Regions from separate parts of the Triticum aestivum genome. Here region 1 is linked to region 2. A link is a contact called in public Hi-C data. All regions are on one chromosome and are shown on one strand. The core of a region is the stretch at or near the end of the contact, and the rest is flanking DNA. Distances in the headings are between cores, read along the strand shown.

The links. A called contact is a pair of places that touch in the nucleus more often than the background predicts.
Region 1: a Hi-C map of leaf shows a contact between it and region 2, with 2.3 times the contacts expected there. The contact joins the promoter of LOC123187926 here to the enhancer-like site in region 2. A contact is called at or near these places in 3 of 5 Hi-C or Micro-C datasets (leaf and an unstated tissue) and 1 of 1 datasets of contacts at active chromatin or transcription factors (leaf).

What each region holds. Positions count from the first base shown.
Region 1 is chr2A:123,083,837-123,089,946 of IWGSC CS RefSeq v2.1, forward strand. LOC123187926 (zinc finger CCCH domain-containing protein 62) reads left to right here and starts at 2,401. Exons shown (of 8, transcript XM_044599922.1): 1 at 2,401-2,932; 2 at 5,098-5,215; 3 at 5,413-5,474; 4 at 5,557-5,611; 5 at 5,691-5,787; 6 at 5,878-5,976. The coding sequence starts at 2,557.
Region 2 is chr2A:122,946,503-122,952,275 of IWGSC CS RefSeq v2.1, forward strand. No RefSeq gene overlaps it. Among protein-coding and RNA genes, the nearest start is that of LOC100037569, 90 kb to the left of the region's middle. Within about 2 kb of position 1,784, at least 3 of the 8 cell types and tissues checked have an H3K27ac peak or open chromatin away from gene starts, as enhancers often do.

The sequences.
Region 1 (6,110 bases), core at 1,151-3,650, 140 kb after region 2:
TTGTTCTTTTTCCACGACTTGCACAAATGTTATTCCATGATGAAATTTTACAAGTACTTAGAACAATTGTCAATGTTTGACACAGAAAAAATAGAATTTGTTTTTTTGGGTGATTTTATTGTTCACCTGAGCTCATTTGAGCTCGAGCTGAGAACATCACATCTACAAGATTCAAGGTTAGCTTGGAAATTTATTGTTTGTTGGGGGAAAATATGTGGTGATCAAGTCGGTGGTACAAACTATCCCGGTTTATTTTATGTTCTATTTTAAACTCTCACTTGGGCTCTGCGAGTATATTAACACTTTTATAGGGAAATACTGGTGGCGAAGCAAAGGAGGTGAACATAAAGTGGCTTGGGTTAGGTTTTCGTGATTTCGAGATGTTTAACCTTGCGTGTCTAGCAAGGCAAGCATGGAGATTATTGGAAGAACCTAGTTCTTTGAGTGCGAGAATATTGAAAACGGTTTACTATCCAGATAGCTCAATCCTTGATGTGAATCTTGGCTCTCACTCATCATAAATCAGGAGATCAATCATTAAAGTACGTGATATTCTAGCCCATGGCCTTATAAAAAGAATAGATGACGGAGCCTCCACTGAAATATTGTGTCACAACTGGCTTCCTCGACAAGGGACGATGAGGCCAATTACCACATGAACAAATGGAAATGCTACCATCGTATGTGAGCTCATAGATGAGATGTAGAAATGCAAACATTAAGGTGTGTTTACAAAGACTTGCCCAACAGCCGATCACATGTTATGATCTTCTTCACCATCGAAATATGTCTAGCACTCCTAATTGCTCATTATGTGGTTGTCAAGACTCACGACATCATTCTTTGATTGACCGCTCGATGTTGAGATGTGTTTGGGTTCTGTCTAATGAAGAAGTTCCTGAGCATACGATCGACACGACATTTGAAGCCCTAGCCCGCTGAGAAGCTCAAGCTCTAGCGGATGATCTGCTGCCAAACACTTACCCAACGCCTCTGACTGTGCAACCGTTGAGCAGGATATATCGAAATGTAGGAGGAAGGCATGGTGCCATTGTCAGGGAAATCATTGCTCGTGCAAGGGATTTCGAGTACTGTCGTGTTGTCTATGGAAGTCGCAAGAGTAAACATAAGGCGGATAGTGTAGCTAAATTCTCATTATCTTTAGATGTTGGTTGCCATATTTGGCTAGTTGCGCCACTTGATATTTGTAACAATCCCTTTGAACGTCATCGAAAATAAAGTGCAATAATGTTCCCTGAAACAAATCACCAAAAATTTGAGTGGCTAATTTATTTGGTAGGGTGAAATTGAGCTCAAACCAAACGCACGCTTAAGGCATGTGAGACTTTTTTTGGGGAAGATGGCACGTGAGACTTGCGAGAAGCTCTCAATTCTCTTTAGATACCATAATTATTCTAACTATCATTACAACCGATTTTGCCTACGCTCATACTTTTACGTTTTGTGATAGTCTACTAATATTCAAAAACTCGCTTCCTGTGAACCAACCCTAGTCATGGGTTTGTCATCCCAAAAGCCAGTCCCGGATATGTGAGGTTCTTCTGGCGACGTTGATCTCGCCACCACAACATGCAACACCGCCCTTGCCCCTTGAAGCATTCAACATCGATTTTGCCACCACAACATGCAACACCGCCCTTGGCCCTTGAAGGACTCAACTGCCATCGTCCCTTGACGGTCATCATCTTGATAACATGTCACCGTCGTCCGCTTCTTCCACTCTCGAGGTGTGACGGAGAAGGCATCGTGCTCGACCACATTTGATGCATTAGTAGCAGGAAGGTATCTGAGTGTTGGCACCATGAGGGCCTCGTCGGCGATACATGTGTGCTCGTTAAGGGAGAGAGAGAGACCAGCGACGACAGAAAATCGGAGAGAAGAGAAAACTAGAGATGAAAATCTATTTAATACTCTTGTCTCATTGACGGCCATATTTGAAGTTTATAAGTCCAAACAAAGTATTCGATCGACTAGCTTGAACAAAACAACAACTTAAAACTGCTTTTTCTAAAAATCTCTACAACTAGTTTTGCTAAAATTTAGTCCAAATATTACTACTCCCTCCAATACGTGGAGCCGGGATCCGCTGACGTACGCCCCCCTGAGGTTGGGTCATTGATGGATGGGTCCGGATCCATACATCAGTGTGTGATCCATACGTCAAAGGAGTCACGTCTCCAATACGTAAGCATATTATGGGACGGATGGAGAAGTTACCAAAACAGCTACCATGGCATTGGCAAGCTAAGCTCTGATCTGAGCCGTTGAGGCTTTCTTCTGAGCAACACGTCAATCCAAATGTCCCAACCCAACGGCCGTTCATTCAAAATTTGAATTTCTGGAACTTATAAAGTGACGTTACTTGTGGAGAGGCTGCAGACGTTGCTGGTCTGACAAGGCAATATAAATCATATAAATCCGCCTTTCCATTTTTCTCCGAGGCAACCAAAAGGGGGAAAACGCGAAGGCCGAGGGGCAAAGCGGCGGCACGGCGGCGCGGCGGAAGGCAATCCGGTGGCGCGCAAGGACGCCGCGATGCCGGTAACAAGAGGGCGCGCCGCGGCGGCGGCGGCGGCGGTGGCGGCAGATGAGGAAGAGGGCCACGCGCCCATCGACATCTCCTCGGATTCCGATGCCGGCGGATCCGAAGAGTCCGGGTCGTCGTCGGAGGAGGAGGAGGAGCCCAGCAGCGACGAAGACTACATCGACATCAGCGACAGCGGCGAGAGCTGCGTCGACGTCAGCGACAGCGGCGAGAGCTACGTCGACATCAGCGACAGCGACAGCGAAGACGATGAGGACGACGATGAGGAAGGCGGCCGCGCGGGGAACGAGGGGGAAGCGGGGGCGGAACGACCCGGCGCGGATCGGAGCGAGGCTGCCTGCACCAAAATCGCCGATCTCCTCCGCCGTATGCACCTCTATCCCTTTCTCGTTTGCTCTCGGCCGTAATTCGGATGATTGCGTTCTATAGGCAGGCGATATTTTTGAAAATCTGGAGCGGAATTGGAACTCGTAGATAGTGCTGATTGCCGTTTGATTCTTGGAAAACGTGGCATGTGCTTGGCACTGTTGATCTAATAAACTTGTACTAGATAGTTCTGCGTACTGTAAGCTTAGAACCCTGTCGGGGAAGTAGCTTCGTGGTATGGATTGCATCCAGAGGAGACTCAATCTGTGAGCACCTGTGGGTTAGTAAAATCTAGTTTTTTTTTTAGAAAAGGAGGATGACCCCCGGCCACTTTATTGATTATTTTCGAGGACCTTACAAAGTATTACAACAATATGCTTGAATCCGCCATCTTGGCAACATATGCCACTACTCCTATCCATATGATGAAGGGGTGCTACCTGGGCCACATACCCGGTCTACTCACCTAAGCCTATCATCAAAAGCTAGAAGCCCCAGCCGAGCCACATACCGGGTCTTGGGCATAAACTGGTCTGACGCACTCACATGTGTCGTCGCTGCCATCTTCCACAGGTCCGTCTTCAGAGCAGATATTGAGGCTTCTACCTTGTCAGGCCACTCCGTCATCGACGCCACCTTGACGCCAGACAACTACCTCCACCTGCGCGAGTCCATCACCGCGCATTGGGCGCCGAGTCTCCACTGCACCACGCCGCCGAGATCCGCCGTCATCAATGTGAAGGATGAATTACCGCTCCACCAAAAAAGGCACCCGTTGATCCATCGATCCCGTGTACGCCTCCAAGAATGACGCCCCCAAGGAGGAAACGACACCAACGCGCCGCCGTCATCCGATCTACTGATCTAGAGTTTCCCTCGAAGGTAGCGGATAGAGGTCTAGAGCTTCTCCATGGCGATGCCTTCAAGAAGGTAATGACACCACAGGGTGCCACCAACGCCGGTCTTGGCATCAAGCCAAGCACAAGGTTTTCACCCGGATCTGCTCGAAGAACCTCCATCACGTATTGTGCGCACGGGTCGCCGCCGATCTGAGCCGCCGCACATGGCGCAGGCCGCACCGGCCAGATCAGATCTGTCCGGAGGGCACAACCCGCATGGTGCCGACCCAACCACCAGGCCCTCCATGCCGCCACAGTCGATCCGAGGTCAGATGGTGTGTCGCCGCAGACCCAGCCGCCGCCGCCGAACGCCGCCACGCAGCCCGAGACAGGGCTGGCTGCCGCACCCCACCATCGCCGCCCTTGGCCGAGGCAGCCGCCACGCCGCCGCCGGAAGGCAGGCCCGCCGCGCCGCCAGGCCAGATCGGCCGTGCCACCCACGCCGCGGGGCTCCGCACCGCCCGCACGGCGCAGGCAAGAGGGAAGACCCCCGCCACCGCCATCAGCCCCGGGCTATAGCCGGCGGCGTCCTTCGGCGGCGGCGGAGGGAGTGGAGGACGGATGGGGACCCCCGGCGGCTAGGGTTTTAGATCCCGCCCGAGTCGCCCGAGCGGGGGCGACGCTGGGGGAGGGAGGGGAGTATTTCCGTGATCTTAGCCAATAGTGCAACTCAATCAAGTCAATCAAGTTATAAAATCTAGTGCAACTCAATCAAGTCGCGAAACATAGTCTTCCTTGAGTGATATTGGACACCGTGGATGATGCTGCACCCTGGAACCCTGTGGGCTGTTGAGAATTAACGTTGTTCGTGGTGGGATACATCCAGGGGGAACTCGATCTGATTTCTTGCTGGTTGGAGGAATCTAGTGCAACTGAATTTAGTCGCAGAATGTGGTCTGCCTCCTAGTGATATTGAACATCACAGCCTCACCTGAAGAAATAGGATTCCCAAATTATGTAGATATTTTTGTAGGCAGCTATAATTTGTTTTGAAATACAGGCAGAATGGTTGTTGAAATGGATATGAGCAATTGGCAGGACCAACTTCAATGAAAACCAGTGGTTGAATTGAGCTGGAATCCTTGGCACGACTTCTGTCATGTTTGAGATGGTAGAAGTTAGGACAGTGCTATATGATATGGCTAGACCTTGCTTTTGTTCTGTTTGTTCCAGAGCAAAACATGAATTTATTGAACATCATGGTCCTTATATCTGAGTGTACTCTCTTATTTCCTACATAATTTGATGAGCAATATTTTCTTGTAGGTGGGAGAAACCTGGATGGGATTAAGTTGGCGGAGTGCAAAGCATATTTAAAGAATAACGGTCTTCCCCAAGTTGGGGACATAGCAACTTGTGTCGAAAGAATAATGCTGCATCGGAGGTTCGTTATTTGATATGTCCTAGTCATGAACTATTCAGTAAATTGGCGCTTGTCCTCAACTATTGGGACGAATAGCTTTTGCATCTGATATCGATAGTCACATTTAAAAAAACACTCCCTGCATTATTATTTTTGTTCTTGGTTTTTCTTTAATCCCAAATCCCCTGTTATATGGTGATGCGACATTTCTGAAATAGGTTCAAAGATGAAGATCCTGAGAAGATTTATCCTCGGTCATCCTTTTGTATTAACTGTAAAGGTGAGTTCCCACTTGTCATGGAAGCTTTCTCTTATCTGCATACAAAATTATGGAAGGCAGTTGACCATGGTCTGTGAATTAGGCGATGTCTGTCGAGGTGATACTGTCTTATTCAAACAAAAGGTTCACGAGAAAAGGTACTCATTGGTGTTTCTTGCACTAGAGCATCCTGTGTCTCTTTGGAATGGTAATGTGATTCTCCTTTGGTTATGACAGTGGCAAAAGGCACTCAAAATGTATGGGGAAGCGAATAGTAGCTGGGAAAGTTGTTAAGGAAAGTTATGGTAAAGACAAGCAGCAACACACATTTACTGTAAGGATCGATTCAGTGATATAGTACTGCTATTGTTTTTCCCCCTCTTATTATGGCCTTTGTGACTATGTTAGTTGTTCAATTCAATAGATTCAAGTGTTCTGGAGCAAAGGAGTAGGCAAATTACCACCTTTGTATCTGCTACTTGTCAAAGGACGCAATCTATACAGAATGATGACTTTCCGTCAGGTAGGAACTGCTCTTTACCAGAATTAGTTTGCACTAGTTTCTGCAAATCACATTTTTGATATTAGAACACTTCAATATTACCCAACGCACGCACTTAATCATACTTATAATTCTATGCTGTCTTTTTAGATATT
Region 2 (5,773 bases), core at 534-3,033:
CTTTCAATCGCTCGTTCGTTTCGGTTTTTCCAAAAAAGTCATTTATACTTTAATTATATTGTGAAAATATCCTAAAATTACTTTGTTTTACAAGATCTTACCAGGTACCCCTCAGCCTGTGCTCTCGCAGCTCATGAAAGATTAGCGGTTCCTTGCCTCTTGTCGCCACCGGCGCCGAGGTCTACCTCATCTTCTGTGGCTTTAGACCATGGAGGCCTGGTGGATGTTGGGCCTTGTGAAAATGAGGCTCCTGCTCCTTTTTTAAATATATTTTTGTGTTTGTTTAGGGGTTATGTCCTGCTTAGGAAGGTGAAGCAATGATGACTCTCTGAAAATGAAATGTGGTTCTCCACGCCTAGCCCCCTATCCTAGCGGTACGTCTAGCACCATTGGAGGCGAGTGGAGGTGTTTCTTTGACGGATCTCACAACATTTGGTTAGTATTTGTCTTCAATGGGTCTACTTGGCTCCGGTCCTCGTTAGTCTGTATTCATGTGTTTACATGTTGGATACTTTATCTACTCTTCTCTTCATTGGCGGCGGTTGTTGTTTTGGGCGCTGGTTCTGTGAGGCATTAGCACAACGACTTGCCGATTGTTTACTACAACAAGATTTGTCCGGCTTTGGTAAGGAAGAGGCCACTAGGGCGGTGCGCCTTCGGTCGCTCCGGTGCTTGTAGTTGTCGCTACGTAGTCTACAGATGTTTATGTATTTTTTTTGTTACTTCTGGTGTTCTTTGTACTACCATTAATATTGGTTAGAAATTTTTTCCTGCAAGATAGAATAATATCCTAGAATATAATTATTTATATTTCAAATGTTTATGCACTGTTTAGAAAAAAAAATATGTGGTAAAGAAAATGTCCATGCCACCTTTAACAAAAAATAATGGCATGAAGAAAATATACATAAGGAAATGTTCACGTGTTCCCAAAAAATGGCGTGACTTTTACAAATTGTTTATACAGTGTAAAAAATGTTCGTTCAATTGAAAAAACTATTTTGTGCCATTCAAAAAAGTATGTGACATTAGAAAATGTTGACATGTTTCCAACAAATGTTCTTGAAATTTATAAAAAATATACAATGCAAAAATAATCGTGCAGTTTTATGAAAATGTCTCGTGCCATTAATAAAAATCCATTGTGCATTTAGAAAATGTTTAACATGTAATAGAAAAGTCGAAAAACATCTATTTGAAAAAATATACATCATGTATCTGAAAAATGTTCAACGTGTATAAAAAATTATCGAAATTTATATAAAAATTGTATAATAAAGTAGTCGGTACAAGAAACACACTTGTTGTTTCGTGCCGGCTTGCTTTACCGAGTCGGTTAGGCCGTGGATTCAGTAATCGGGCCGCTAGGAGAATATATCGCGTCTTGGGCTGGGCCTCCCGCACAATTGCGTGCTGATAGCACCCACAATCTCGCCTGGCTCCGGAGAGCCGCTCGTGTAGCGTTCGTTGCTGGCTTGTTCATCAGTTTGGGCAACGATCGTGGCACGGTGGTTCCGGTAGAATTCCCGTCCTGTGCACGGCGGTACGGTAATCAATCCCCTGCCCAGAGAAAAAACGTCAAAGACGACGTGAACGCCGCACTAAATACGCCCCGCGCCATTATTAACTCCGGGCTCCGGTACTCCCAAATCACCCGCGCCCACGCATTCAATCCGGGCAGCAGAGCAAAGCAAATGAAAGCAGCTCAAGGCGCACGCGCACACGCCGCGCGCCAGCGGCCGTACCCGTGTTCCGTCTCTCTGTCCACCCACATCGGTCACGCCTTGAAGTCTCCACGCAGCCAACCACCACCCCCGACACCCGCGCCGTCCATCTCCGGAGATGCACGGCCGGCTGCGAGCATGCGTGGATGCCCAGGTACTGGTAGTAGAAAAAGACTGGAGGTGGACGACGCGTTTGCTGCGGGCTTCTGCAGCTGTAGCGGCAGAGCCAAGCCAAGTAGGAGGAGTAGCGGCTGGCGGTTCGCAATCAAGTCCTGGCTACCTAGCTCTAGCTGATCCATTTGCATGGATGGATCATGCCGAAATCACTATTTTGACTCTTTCAGCAAACTTTGTCACAAAGTGAACTTGACATGAAAATATTTCACGATCTAACCTTTTTAGAAACGTCATAGCCCGCGGCGTTTCTGTCCAACATAGCAACGCCGAGATAGCTAGCGCTTCTATCCAACAAAGAAACGCCGAGGTAGCTCGCGTTTCGGACCAGGTGAGAAACGCCATAGGCCTTGGCGTTTCTTCGTTAGCACCCAACCCACTCGCTGCCTCGTCAGGGTTTTCCTCCTCAGCTGCCAGAGACACCGGGCCAGAAACGCCAAGACTAGCGGCGTTTTCGGCCTTCTTAGAAACGCCAAGGTAAGAAACTACTCGGTAACCAGGGCCGCAACGCCAAGACATATGGCGTTTGTTTTTTGGTCAGAAACGCCAACGCCTATGGCGTTTCTTACATGGTCTAAAACACGAGCTACCTCAGCGCTTCTTTGTTGGACAGAAGCGCTAGCTACCTCGGCGTTGTTATGTTGGGAAGAAACATCGTGGGCTATGACGTTGCTAAAAAGGTTAGATTGTAAAATACTTTCATGTCGAGTTTATTTTGTGGCAAAGTTTACTGAAAGGATCGAAATAGTGAAAAGTCCGATGAATCACCGGGAACGTACAGCTGCAATGAAAGCACACTGGCGGGTGGCCACTGTTACTCGCTTGTAGCTGGTCGTCTCGGTCGCCAACTGTGTTCCTCCTTTGTTTGTACAGTAACTTGTAAGAGCATCTAAAAGATCCGGTATACCTGGTCCTGCAAAAATCGGTTCAAAGGAAACTGCAAAACGTTTTTTTTGCATTTTTATGATACGACTTTTGTTCTAGCAGATCGGATCCCGATAAAATATTTCATTGTTCCAGTAAAATTGCACAAACCCTTCTAAAAATGACCGTTTAATTATAATTGGAATCCGTCTCGACTGCGACGGCAACAACGTACGGCAGCTCGCGTGCAGCGACCGTGGCATGCGCGGCGGCTACCTAGCTCGTTGGCTCGCAGCGGCTGCTAGCTAGCTAGCTCACGAGGGAAACAACGGCAACACTAGCTCGTGGGGGACGGTGTGCGGCAGGCAGCGTTGGCGACGGTGGCGGCGTGCGGCAGCTCGCATGCGGCACCGGCGGCGAGATTTGGCCGATATCGAGCTCGGGAAGTCATGGCGCCGACTCCGAGGAAAGCGGTTGGGGCTGAAATTTTCTTCCCACCAAAGAAAAGGGGATTCTTCAAAATCGGACGAAATTCCATACATATGCATATAGAGGAATTGGGCTTGTGGACGCGCGATCCCACACAAATTTAGGCCTTCTTTGATTCAAAGGATTCTCAAAGAAATTTTGGAGGATTCTAATCCTTAGGAATTTTTTTTATCTTGGTTGTTTGATTCGTAGGATTGTAAACCATAGGAATTTTTTCATAGGATTCATTTGCACTAGATTTCATAGGAAATATCCCATCCACTCAAACCTCTTTGAAAAAATCCTGCATTTTTTTTATGAACAATGAAACGCTCGTACAATCCTGTAGGATTCAAGACGACATTCCACTCTAATCCTATGTTTTTCCTATTCCCGCATTTTGGAAATCCTACGAATCAAAGAGGCCCTTAGTTTTTATGATTCATGGAATTATGCGTTGTAAAGCATAAAGTAAAAAAACAAATTTAGAGTATGTATTCGGGCAGGGGTTTACAGGATGGATCCCGCAAACCAGTGGTTATTATAGCGGACAGTCCGATTGGCGGGATCTGCTAAAGATGCTCTAAAGAGCATGTCTGTGCTGTCACAGTACATGCATTGTGTAGTAGATTGTAGTAGAACCATTGTTGCAATGGAGGCGAATGGGTCTACCAGTAGCAGATTAAGAGGTTGGGTGTACATGTTGATGCACGCGATAACCGCCCGCATAGGTCCGGACCACGGAAGCCATCCAACGCGGTCCTGTATCGATCCGCAGGGCAGTCCAGACCATAATTTTCTCGTAAATTGGAACTAAATGTGGGGTGTGTGTGCGGGAATTCGGACACGAGAAAGGACGGACTCTAACGCCGCTTGCCCACCCAAAAGGAAGGTGGAGCCCATGCTTTTGTAGCAACCCGGACTGTTTCAGCGCCAAAATTCACCACTCTCTTCTTCAATCCCCGCCACTCTCCACCCAATTCCTTCCCTTTTCTCCCACCCTCTCCTTCCTTTGTTCACTGACGCATGGAATTGTCGAAGAACCTTTCGAAGATGGAGGTGGCGTAGGTGCAGGAGTATTCAAGCATCACGCTCTCCTGGAAGATCAGCTCGGCTATGCGGCAAAATCGTCATGTAAAAATGAAGGCCACAAAGGAGGGGAAGCTCAAGAAGTAGATGGTTGTCGGTGGGCGTGGTGGTGGCGTTGGGCGTGGTGGTCGTGGCGGATGCGGCAGACATCTTGGCGGAGGTCGCGGTGCTCAGACGGGCGCGCCCACAGTACAGACGAAGCCGTGGCCGGAACATTACAAGCCTCCGTACTTCTACGCCGCCAAGCAACCAGGAACAGTCGCTGGGAAGGTGCCTTACATCATCGACGTTAATGATAACCCACAAGTATAGGGGATCAATTGTAGCCTTTCTCGATAAGTAAGAGTGTCGAACCCAACGAGGAGCTAGAGGTAGAACAAATATTCCATCAAGTTTTATCGACCACTGATACAACTCTACGCACACTTTACGTTTGCTTTACCTAGAACAAGTATGAAACAAGTACTTTGTAGGTGTAAAGGGATAGGTTTACAAGATAATAAAGAACACGTAAATAAAAGCTAGGTGTTGTTTAGATAAGGAAACAATTAAGTTAGTTTTAGTAGAGAGCTTTTTTGTCACAAGAAAGTTATTTGTCCCTGGGCAATCGATAACTAGATCGGTAATCATTATTGCAATTTTATATGAGGGAGAGGCATGACTAACATACTTTCTCTACTTAAGATCATTAAGGTAAAACCCAACCACGACATTAAAGTATCAAGTCTTCTTTACTCCCATATGCAACAACCCACTTACTCGGGCTTATGCTTCTATCACTCACGCCACTCACCATATTGGCCGTATGCATCGACCAGATGCAGAGGCCAGGGGTCATCCTCCTTTTCTAAAAAAAACAAAAAAAGCCACTCACCATAAGCGAATCATGAACATATTGCGACACCATACAGCAGGGATCCCTCACGCTTGCGCGACACGGAGAGCACCATAGGACAACACCAATAATAAAACATACAACTCAAACCAATCATGAGCGTCAATCAATGCATAAGACAAAAAGGATCTACTCAAACATCATAGGATAGCCAAATATCATTGGATAATAATATATAGCGTTGAGCATCATGTTTAAGTAGAGATTACAGCGGGGAGAAGAGGTGTTACACCGCTGCATAGAGGGGGGAGATGAAGGAAATATGCCCTAGAGGCAATAATAAAGTTGCTATTTTATATTTCCTTATGTCATGATAAATGTTTATTACTCATGCTAAAATTGTATTAACTAGAAACTTGATACATGTGTGAATACATAGACAAAACACAGTGTCCCTAGTAAGCTTCTACTAGACTAGCTCGTTAATCAAAGATGGTTAAGGTTCCTAACCATAGACATGTGTTGTCATTTGATGAACGGGGTCACATCATTAGGAGAATGATGTGATGGACAAGACCCATCCGTTAGCTTAGCATAATGATCGTTAAGTTTTATTGCT